Linked DNA regions of Mus musculus: region 2 is linked to region 1. A link is a contact called in public Hi-C data. All regions are on one chromosome and are shown on one strand. The core of a region is the stretch at or near the end of the contact, and the rest is flanking DNA. Distances in the headings are between cores, read along the strand shown.

Evidence for each region. Hi-C and Micro-C count contacts between places; a contact is called where the count stands out from the background.
Region 2: a contact with region 1 is called in a Hi-C map of cortical neurons, with 3 times the contacts expected there. The contact joins the enhancer-like site here to the promoter of Slc35f6 in region 1. A contact is called at or near these places in 1 of 39 promoter capture datasets (liver), 1 of 484 Hi-C or Micro-C datasets (cortical neurons), 1 of 115 datasets of contacts at active chromatin or transcription factors (pancreatic cancer cells) and 2 of 9 other capture datasets (adipose tissue and pancreatic islet).

What each region holds. Positions count from the first base shown.
Region 1 is chr5:30,645,189-30,650,005 of GRCm38.p6, forward strand. It overlaps Slc35f6 (solute carrier family 35, member F6), which reads left to right and starts at 2,751. Exons shown (of 6, transcript NM_175675.3): 1 at 2,751-2,910. The coding sequence starts at 2,834. It overlaps Mir5625 (microRNA 5625), which reads left to right and starts at 2,748; the gene lies at 2,748-2,827.
Region 2 is chr5:30,795,160-30,800,002 of GRCm38.p6, forward strand. It overlaps Dpysl5 (dihydropyrimidinase-like 5), which reads left to right. Exons shown (of 13, transcript NM_001356948.1): 13 at 1,078-4,210. The coding sequence ends at 1,163. Gm46907 (a long non-coding RNA gene) reads right to left here. Exons shown (of 2, transcript XR_001784836.2): 2 at 4,076-4,346. Among named protein-coding and RNA genes, the nearest start is that of Gm46907, 17 kb to the right of the region's middle. Within about 2 kb of position 2,467, at least 27 of the 459 cell types and tissues checked have an H3K27ac peak or open chromatin away from gene starts, as enhancers often do. A contact at or near this core is called in cortical neurons, where this site is marked.

The sequences.
Region 1 (4,817 bases), core at 1,501-4,000:
ACAAAACTCATTGTGTTTAGTGTTTGGTATTTTTGGTGAAATGGGCTAGTTCACTTACAGGCTGCTATGACAACTGAGGCAGAGGTCAAGCTCTGGACACAGGCTTGAACACTAGATCTAACACAGCTCTGGTTGTCACTGTCATCACCTGGCTCCTGCCTCCCTGAGAAATCTATCCTTCCCTCCAGCATCCTTTGCCTCTTACAGGCCCTCATATGGCAGATGGTCAGTGTCCACCTCTCTCTTCCACCACATCCTGAACTTCTCTTTTTTAATTAATTAATTAATTAATTAATTAGATATTTTCTTTATTTACATTTCAAGTGTTATTCCGAAAGTTCCCTATACCCTCCCCCCACCCTGCTCCCCTACCCACCCACTCCCACTTCTTGGCCCTGGCATTCCCCTGTTCTGGGGCATATAAAGTTTGCAATACCAAGGGGCCTCTCTTCCCAGTGATGGCTGACTAGGCCATCTTCTGCTACTGCAGCTAGAAATATGAGTTCTGGAGGTACTGGTTAGTTCATATTGTTGTTCCACCTATAGGGTTGCAGACCCCTTCAGCTCCTTGGTTGCCTTCTCTAGCTTCTCCATTGGGGGACCTGTGTTCCATCTTATAGATGACTGTGAGCATCCACTTCTGTATTTGCCCGGCTCTGGCATAGCCTCATACGAGACAGCTATACCAGGATCCCTTCAGCAATATCTTTCTGGCATATGCAACAGTGTCTCATCCTGAACTTCTTGTCTGGTTACTCTGGGAGGGGTACTTGACTCTGGACCTTACACGTGGTAGGCTCTACGTGCTTTTTTGCCAATAAATCCTCCTGTGTACCAGACTTCAGAGACAGCTGTTTGATGAGTGCTTACAGCATGATATAATAAATTAGAATTCACTTTCTAATGTGACTCTAGAGACAAAGACTGCTCTGCTAGTGACATCATGTCGGGCTAGTGACACCAATGTCATTAGTAATGTTTATGTCAGGCAAGTATCCTTGGCCTGAACCTATGGGAAAATAGCCCAGAGTCCTACTGTAGTCGATAAGAACTGTCTCCCATGGGGAATAGGGGTGGGGAGGCCTGGCAGATGGTGTCCCTTTAGGACACAGTTGTGTTTCATCTAGTCTCCAATGTCTCAGGAAACAGTTTTGGATAAATTACTACTTCCTTTGAAATGACACAAAACTAAAAGCACTGTGGGGGACACATAGCTCAGAAGTCACCTCTTGGATCTTTTATCCCTGGTTTCACTGAAAAGAGCACACTCTCGTGAAGAAAAATTCTGGAATGTTCTGTAGGTCCAAGAGCTATCCAACACATAACCCTTCTTACATGAAAGATGTTTCCCTGTCTGTACGATAGCCTCCTATATTTTTGTTCAAGACCCTACTTATAATACATTCTCTACCTCATCTCCCAAAACAGATGTTACAGTCCCTTGAGTGTATACTATACATGTTTACAAGTTCAAGGCAACCAGGAAGAAGTGGTCAAAACACCCTTTTTTTCATACCTGCAGTAATAGGATCTTCAGAAACAGAGGGACTATGTATGGTGGGTCAAATGGCCATCAAGCGTGTTTGGGGGTTTTTGTTTTTACCTGTGGTAGGGCATGAGCTGCCAATCACATGGAACAGGAAGGTAGGCAGCTGGCAGCTGAGAACCCACTCCCCTAGGTTGTTCCCTGACCTCCACATGTACCACATATGCCTTGAAAGTGCCCTCCAATAACACACAAATAAATAAATTTATTTTTTAACAAACTGACAGCCAGTCATGAACTGGAGTCCATCTTGGAGTACACAGTGAGCTGGAAGACAGTCTGGCTTATATAACAAGATCCTGTCTCAAAAACTAATTAATTAAATGCTAGAAGTCCTCTACACACAAACCGAGGTCTGGTCTTTCTGTAGGGATGCTTCTAAACAATATTTATAGGGGTCCTCAGGGGTACGTGGGGAAGCTTAATGCAGGAACTATACAAAAGCCATGGTGTTTTATCTTCAAGTCCACACCCCCAACACACACATATATATAATACACTCATACACACACACACACACACACACACACACACACCACTGCTACTCATAAGCATAACCTTAATCCTTGGCTTCTGTGGTTTCATTTTTCATTTTATTTTAATTATTTGTTTACTTAGTTACTCAGTCTGGCCTCAGACTCCTTATATAGTGGAAACTGGCCTTCATTTTTCAAGTGCTAGGAATGCACACCCAGTTTGTGTTTTAGCTGTTAAACACCCTACTGGAAGCTACAACTCAACTCAAATGCTCCCTTTACTGAAAGATGTGAGCAATTCAACGGGCTGGGATCCCTAGGGACATTTCTCTCAGGACTCCAGTTCTCTGGAGATCCTGGAGAAAAGAGATTCCCACGCTGTAACTATTACCAACTGCCAGTCTCAACCTCTCAAAATTGTTTATAAAATGCTCTAAGATTGCCTAAGCATCTCTACATGACCCCGAGCGCCCATTTTACAAACCGGGAGGCCAAGAGGCTGGGAGCGTACGCTGCAGAAGTACAGGGCTCGCTCAGCATGCATGAGACACTAGCACTACAAAAAGAAAAGGAAGCCGAGCAATGGAAAAGAAAAGAAAATCTGGTAGCCTTGGCCCGGGACCCTGCACTCTGCTTCTCCAGCTCTCCTACCAAAGACCGGTGGCAGCTCCGGGGCGGGGCTAGCGGGCGTGGGGCGTGGGCCAGTGGGGTCATGTGACTCCCGGCCCGGAAGTTCTTGAGTAGGAGACTCCACATCCCGGGTGACCCGGGTTGGAGCTGCTGATTCAAGTGGTCTCTCGTGTCCACCACTATGGCCTGGACTAAGTACCAGTTGTTCCTGGCCGGGCTTATGCTGGTCACCGGCTCCATCAACACGCTTTCGGCAAAGTGAGTCTGGGTCAGACCGGGAGGGACCTGCTGGGCCGGTGGGTGCTGACACCCGGCGCCCTGTCCCCCACCCGTCCGCTACTCTCCAACCCCACCAGCCCTCCACATTACCGAGAGTTCAGTCGCGCTGGTGTGGACGAAGGGGTGAGAGGCCGGGAGAAAGCGGGCATTTGAAGGCCACTTTGATTCGCGGTCACTTCTATCTCTGAGCCTCAGTTCCTCATCTTTGAACCGAAGGGTTGGATCAGTTTCTCCCGGCGGCGCTCTGGCGCTGCGGTCAGAGACTGAGAGACTTCCAGCAGGAGGCTGGGGGCCTGCCTGGGAAGCACCGGTGCTCTTGGAGAGGCCGAGCTGAAGGGATGGGCAAGCCAGGAGGAGGTGGCCATAGGGTCATTCATGGGGAAAGAAAGGGAATAGACAACATCTTGATGCTTAGTTGGGGCTCTTATGTGGGTGGCAGAGGTTTGGAGGCAGGAAAGAGAAAGGCCAGCTCCAAGTTGCTTGTTCACAGCATCAAATGCCCAGCTGGACTTTTTCCCTCCATAATCAGAGGGCACACCACGTCGTTGAACGTGGGAGAACTGAAAAAAGAATCAGTGTGATAAACGCAGAGGTTTATGTGAGGCTGGGAACCACTCTGGCTCTGCTTACAGTGAGAACACCTAGCAGGTGCCATCAAGAGAGGCAGGTGATACAAACCAAAATGAAGCCACAAGGCTGACTGACCCAGAGGATCAAAAGAAAGTGTCTATCTGGAGAAAAGGCTCCTTAACCGAAACCAGAATGGTAGCTGGGTACTTGCACTCTGGTGTGTGGGAGTAAAGGTCTTCAGCTGGTTGGGAGCTAAGGCCCAGGCATCACAAAGCTGAGAAAGTTAATGTGGTCTCCTCCATTGTTGGCAGAAAGGCCTAGCTTTAACTTGACAGTTGTTTGTCAGTTTATCTGCCTCTGCCTCTGCCTCTGCCTCAGGGCAAGGCCTTTCTTTATCTATTTGCATCCAAAATCCTCAGTGTGCATCATCTGTCCTTTGTCCAGTGTGCGTGTGGGCAGCAGCGAACAATGCCCCTCTCCAAGTCTAGCCTCAGTTTCTTACTGGGCCTGGCTAGGAAAGAAAGTTGGTGTGGCGGCTCCCAGTGAAAGGCCTCCAGGCTTGTGCTCTGGCTTTCCTGGGCCTCTGTGCATTGAGAAGCTGGCTGTGAGCCTCGTGTAGCCATTTCATATTTACTTCTCAGGATTCTTGGATCTAACAACAAAGTCTGTCAACGCTGTGAAGTGCCCAGAAAAGACATGGGCACTCATCAGGGTGACTGTAAGGTACCTGCAGTGTGAGAGAGAAGAAGTGGCCGAGAGAAAGTCCCTGTGGAAGAGACACATGTGTGCACATGTGCCCCCTCCCTTCCCCTAAAGGAGGACACAATCTATGCAACCCAGAATAGGACCTATGCAGTTCTTGGGCTTTTCTCTGGGTGTCTTTCAATGAGATTCTCACACTAAACAAGGACTGCTCCTAATGTTGAGAGTGGCTAATGTCTGTCCAGGCTGCTGTCCCCAGGAAGAATCCAAATGGTCATTTACTGCTTAGATAAACCATGCTGACTCAGCCCTTCCTTTGAAAACCTCCAAACCGGTTAGGTAAGAAGCCAAGGAAGCCTCGGTCCCAGGAAGCCCCACCCTTTGAGGCTGCTGGAGAGTCAGGAGGACTCCGAAGTGTCTTAACCTTTGATCCTGTCCTTAGCCCATCACCTTTTGTGTGGCCTCTCAGGAGCCTCAGCCCCAAGTCCTGAGATGGGGCCCAGAGCTGGACTGTAAACATTGTTCTGGAGTAAACAGTGAGAAAGACACTCTGGGAGGAAGAACGTTGGTGGGAGCAACCACCTTACCAGGATGGTATTGGCATTGCTGGCCAG
Region 2 (4,843 bases), core at 1,217-3,716, 150 kb after region 1:
GATGGTGTTTCAGGAGCACTGTCCAAACACACCAACGCTTTGCCAGTCCATGGTGTGGATTCCTAGGACCTGAGCACACAGCCTGCAAAAGCTGACCTCACAAGAAATGATGGGACCCTGGGACTATGGGGCCCGACTAGCCAGTGGCCTCTTCTGCCCCAGTCCAAGAGCCATGACTTGACAGTGGCTCCTTCAGACACAGCAGACCTCAAGTTGCCTGTCATCTCTCATCTAGCCCCAAGTCTTGATCTGTTGACGATGGGGAACACTGGTGAATGACCCCTGTGATCTATGGGACACTAGACCCTCCCTTCTGAGTCTTAAAGGTGTGGGCCTTTGGTTATATGGGTCTTTCATTTTCCAAAACAGTTCCTGGTTTCCTGTTTTATTCTCTGGTCTACTGCCTGAGAACTGTGTCTGAAGGTCGGCGTGATAGCTGGCTAGTCCCTTAGTGTGATGGTACAAGAGAGCCTGAGTATGCTGTCCATGTGAGTGAGTAAGGAGGCTGTAACATTGACTCTGAGTCAGAAAACCTGGGTTCAAACTCAGGCTCTTCAAAGCCCTCTCATTGCAAAACGTGGAAATCATATAATGTCCTCGAGCCCTGGTTTTCTCATCCAGATACTGGGATAGAGGCACCCGGGACTGGGGTAATGGCTCAGTCAGTAAAGCGCTCGCCTTGTAAACCCAAGGACCTGAGCTCAATCCCAAGACACCATGTGTAAAAAGCCAGGCATGGGCTGGAGAGAGGCCTCAGCAGTTAAGAGCATGTACGGCCCACCCAGAGGACTGAGCTCAGTTCCCAGTTTCCCAGCACTCACTGCCTGCCATCCAGAAGCTCCAGGAATCCATCACCTCCTTGGGCTCGTGCACATACGTAGCTCCAGGTCTTAAAATAGGCGGACAGCATTCTCTGGCCTCCGCGGACACATTAAGGTCCACATACACATTAAGGGAGAGAAGAAAGAACACACTCGCAGAAGGTTTAACTCAGCCACTGGGCCCCTGGTGTCAGGATCCTGTTAACCCAGGCAGCCAGTGCCTGATTGACCGACCCTCCCTGCTTCCTTCCTGCAGGTTCTCAGATCGATGACCACGTTCCAAAGCGGGCCTCAGCTCGGATCCTTGCGCCCCCTGGAGGCAGGTCGAGCGGTATTTGGTAAAGGCTCTGACCAGCCCCACCCTCAACAAGTGAGGATGCTAAACCACCACCTGCCTGCAAATGTTCCAGCCAGAGCTGCAGTGGGTGGGAGAGGTTGGGCAGGGCAGTGCTCCACCGGTGGGGGCTCTAGGAACCAGGGAGCCCTCCCCTTGTCTGAACGTGATTCACGGGGCTTTGATCCACCCCTAACAAGGCACTTTGAGCTGTCCCTCCTGCCCTGCTCCTTCCTTCCTTGGCCCTGGGGTTTCTCTGGGCCCCAGAAGCCCACACTATGCACAGCACCCAATGCATAGCACCTGGCCCTAAACCCTCCTCTCACCATGACCTCCTGTGCTGGCTCTGGGAAGGCCCAGACTTTAGTGCTCTGCCCTGCTGCCCACCCACACAGGTGTCCAGAGCACTTTAGCAAATGTGTTTTATAAGTAAGGGCCTTCCCCCTTCATCCCTTAGGCCCCATGGTGACATTTTCCCAAGTCAGACAGGTGTCAACTCCACAGCCATGCCCAAGGTGTCCCATCTCTCCTGACTCATCCCAGCTGTACCCTTGTGGGTACAGTCAGGACACCCCGGGTGTGGCTGTGCTTGGGACACCCTGTGCTTTCTGCTAGCCTCTTTCATTCCCTACCCACGCCCTCTGGGAGTCCCAGGCCCCGGAAGGGTAGCTGGGTGGGCATGTGGCTGGTGCCAGGCGCGTGTAAATGGTTTTGTTTTGCACGTTTGGTTTGCGCAGTGGTTTGGTTTGACTTGTTTGTGCACCCTGTGGAAAATAACGGTGCTTTGTGTCACTAGCATAGCATAGAATCTGGAATAGATTTGGTTTGTAGGAGATGCTGCACTCACCACCAACCAGACAGTACAGGGCAGAGGCGGGGGCAGGCTGGACCCCTGGCCCCTTCCTCCCAACCCAGGGTCCTTTTGCTTCCTGTACCGTGCCTCCCCTATCCCACACCTCCTGCCACCCCCTCCTACTTCCCTACATTCAAACAATGCTGGATGCTGACCCTGGAAACCTTCAGGCCGCATCTCTGCTCCGGGTTACCCCAGCGCTAACCCCACATCCACACCCTCATAGCCCAACACAGCTTCCTATAACTTGCCCCTGCTGGGCAAGGCCTAGCTACTCCTCCTGGGTGACTAGTAAGAGGCCTCATACTGGCTGAGAAAGAGGGACTGGGGGGTGGGGAGGTTGCCTAGGCAACCGCCAGGGAAGGGGCTTCAACCCACAAGGCCTAGCTGTAGCATCCACCCCCACTGCACAGGTGCTATGGAATCCTCGGCACTAAGCTCTCCTTGAGGACTGGTCGGACCCGCCCTGTTTTAGAAGCTCCTTAGAGGTTCTCGTAGGTGGCTACACAGTCTGCAGAGTGGCTCAGCTGTCTGCCTTTGATAAGCCTCATCCCCGCCCCTCTTTGGCAAGTGATCTCACTTTTGTTGGAGCTCCACAAACCTGTCAGAGGCTCCACAGAGCTTGTCAGTCACCCCTGCACGCTTTTGTCCTGCTTTGGGTCCATCAAAGAGCTCAGCTCTCACTGAGTGACAGGTAAACTCCAAGGGGCTTCTGAGATGGGGTGGGGCTTACCACTGTCCCCCATCTTGCAGATAAAAACTGAGGCCCCCAAGAGTTTAGGCACCAGAAATGTCTGTCCATGACTGCTCTCATGGCCTCGGCAGTCTAACCTAGCTGTGGGAAACAGTTGTGGATTGATGTCAGGCCCACCAGGAGTTTAACCAGACAGAGTGCTTTCTTCCTGGGGGCGTGTTCTGCTTTGCTTTGCACAAGCCGATTTTATCTTTGTCATGAACTGACTCATGTTCGAGCCTGGACTAGAAAAGTGTTAGGAACCTGCGTGCGGTTTTAGTTGCACCCAATGTCCTCACTTAGGAGCTGAAGAGACAGATAACCCAGAGGACTGAGATAGCCCTGGGAACAGTAGGTAATGACCCTAGAGGTCACAGGTATCATAAACAGTGACGCTGACGGTGTCTATCTCTCTTTCTCTCCTACTCTCCTTCTCCTACCTTCTCCTCCTCTTCTCTTTTCTCCTCCCCCTCCTCCTCTTTCCCCTTTTTCTTCTTCTTGAGACAAAATCTTGCTTAGGTAGCCTGGCCTTGAACTTACAGAAATCCTGCCTTCGTTTCCCCAAGTACTGGAATTATACACACAAGCTACCACACCTAGCTATACATCATCTTTGTCTATTTCTGCCCTTGCTGGGTCATGGGCCTTGGGCAGATGCCAAAGATCCAAGGGGTGGTAGGGCCAGCTAGGCAGGCCACCTGGAGTGGGCCAGGAGCGCTTTACCCTCTCTAATCGCCTCCACCTGAGAAGTGCATCACCTGAAGTGGTAGGAGAGTGCGCGTACAAGGGGCCACTGTGGGCCTTCTACTTCATCCACCCCGCCCTTCCACAGACCCAAGCCCACCCTTTCATAGCCTGTGTGCTCACCCAGGAGCTTCTAGATGGGAGGCTTAGAGCCAACCAAACCCGTCACTCCCCTGTGTCCACTCCCTGCCCCATGCAGAGCTCCCACCACCCCATCCCAGGTCCGGTGGCTGCCAGCTGGAGCGAAAGGGGTCTCTGGTTGCCCCGAATGCAGCTCTCAAACTGGTCTTGTACTTGCTGAATAAACACTGTTGTTCTTGCCTTAGCTGCTTTCTAGGTTTGTGGGGTTAACTTGCCAGAAAATTGTGCTACAGTGTGTGTGTGCGTGTGTGTATGTGTAGTGCTAGGAGTCCACAGTAGGTTGCTTGTCAAGCCATTGCCGTGACAATGGCATCTCTTATATTGACCCAAAAACCACAGAACCACACGGAAGCCAAACCCCCACCAGCTGTTGAGGTGGCAGGCACAGCCTGGGGTCAGAAAGGAGCTGTCAGCACCCCAGCACCCAAGTGACTTCCTCACTCTGTAAATGTCATGGTGCTAAGGTTGTATTGATCCCAAGACGACACATGGCCCTATGCTTTGGCCACCGTCTGAGGCAAAACAAAACAGCCCAACACGTTGTGTTCTGGTGCAGGTTTGAATTAAACTGTAGCTACTTCTCACTCGGCCTCTGTTGTGTTTTTTCAAGAAGAGGCAGCCTGACAGAAAGTCTTCTCTGCAGCGGTTATGTGTCGCTTCCGTTGCTAGGAGAACAGCTTTGGTCCATCACTCTGATCCAGTGGTAGCTCACTGGGAGATCTGGACAAGGTCAGGAGATACAAAAGTAAAAAGTATAAAAATAAACATTTGTGATAAGGGTCATCCCTCTCCCGAAAGACCAGGATTTCTGATGGTGGAAAAGAAAAATCTAAGACAGATTCCTTGGGACAGTTGGCATGTTCTCTGAAATAGGAAAACTCAGAGGAAACTCTGTAAAGGCAGACATTTAATTCAGGGCAGTTTACAGCTTCAGAGGTTTAGTCCATTGTCATGGAGGGTAGTGGCAGTGTGCAGGCAGACGTGGTGCTGGACAAGGAGCTGAGAACTTTTTCAGTATTTATTACCTACAGTGTTCTGCCTGCATATATGCCTTCATGCCAGAAGAGAGCACCAGATCTCATCAAAGATGGTTTCGAGCCACCATGTGGTTGCTGGGAATTGAACTCAGCACATCTAGAAGAGTAGTCAGTGCTCTCAACCTCTGAGCCATCTCTCCAGCCCAAGTTCTACATCTTACTCTGCATGCAAGAAGGATG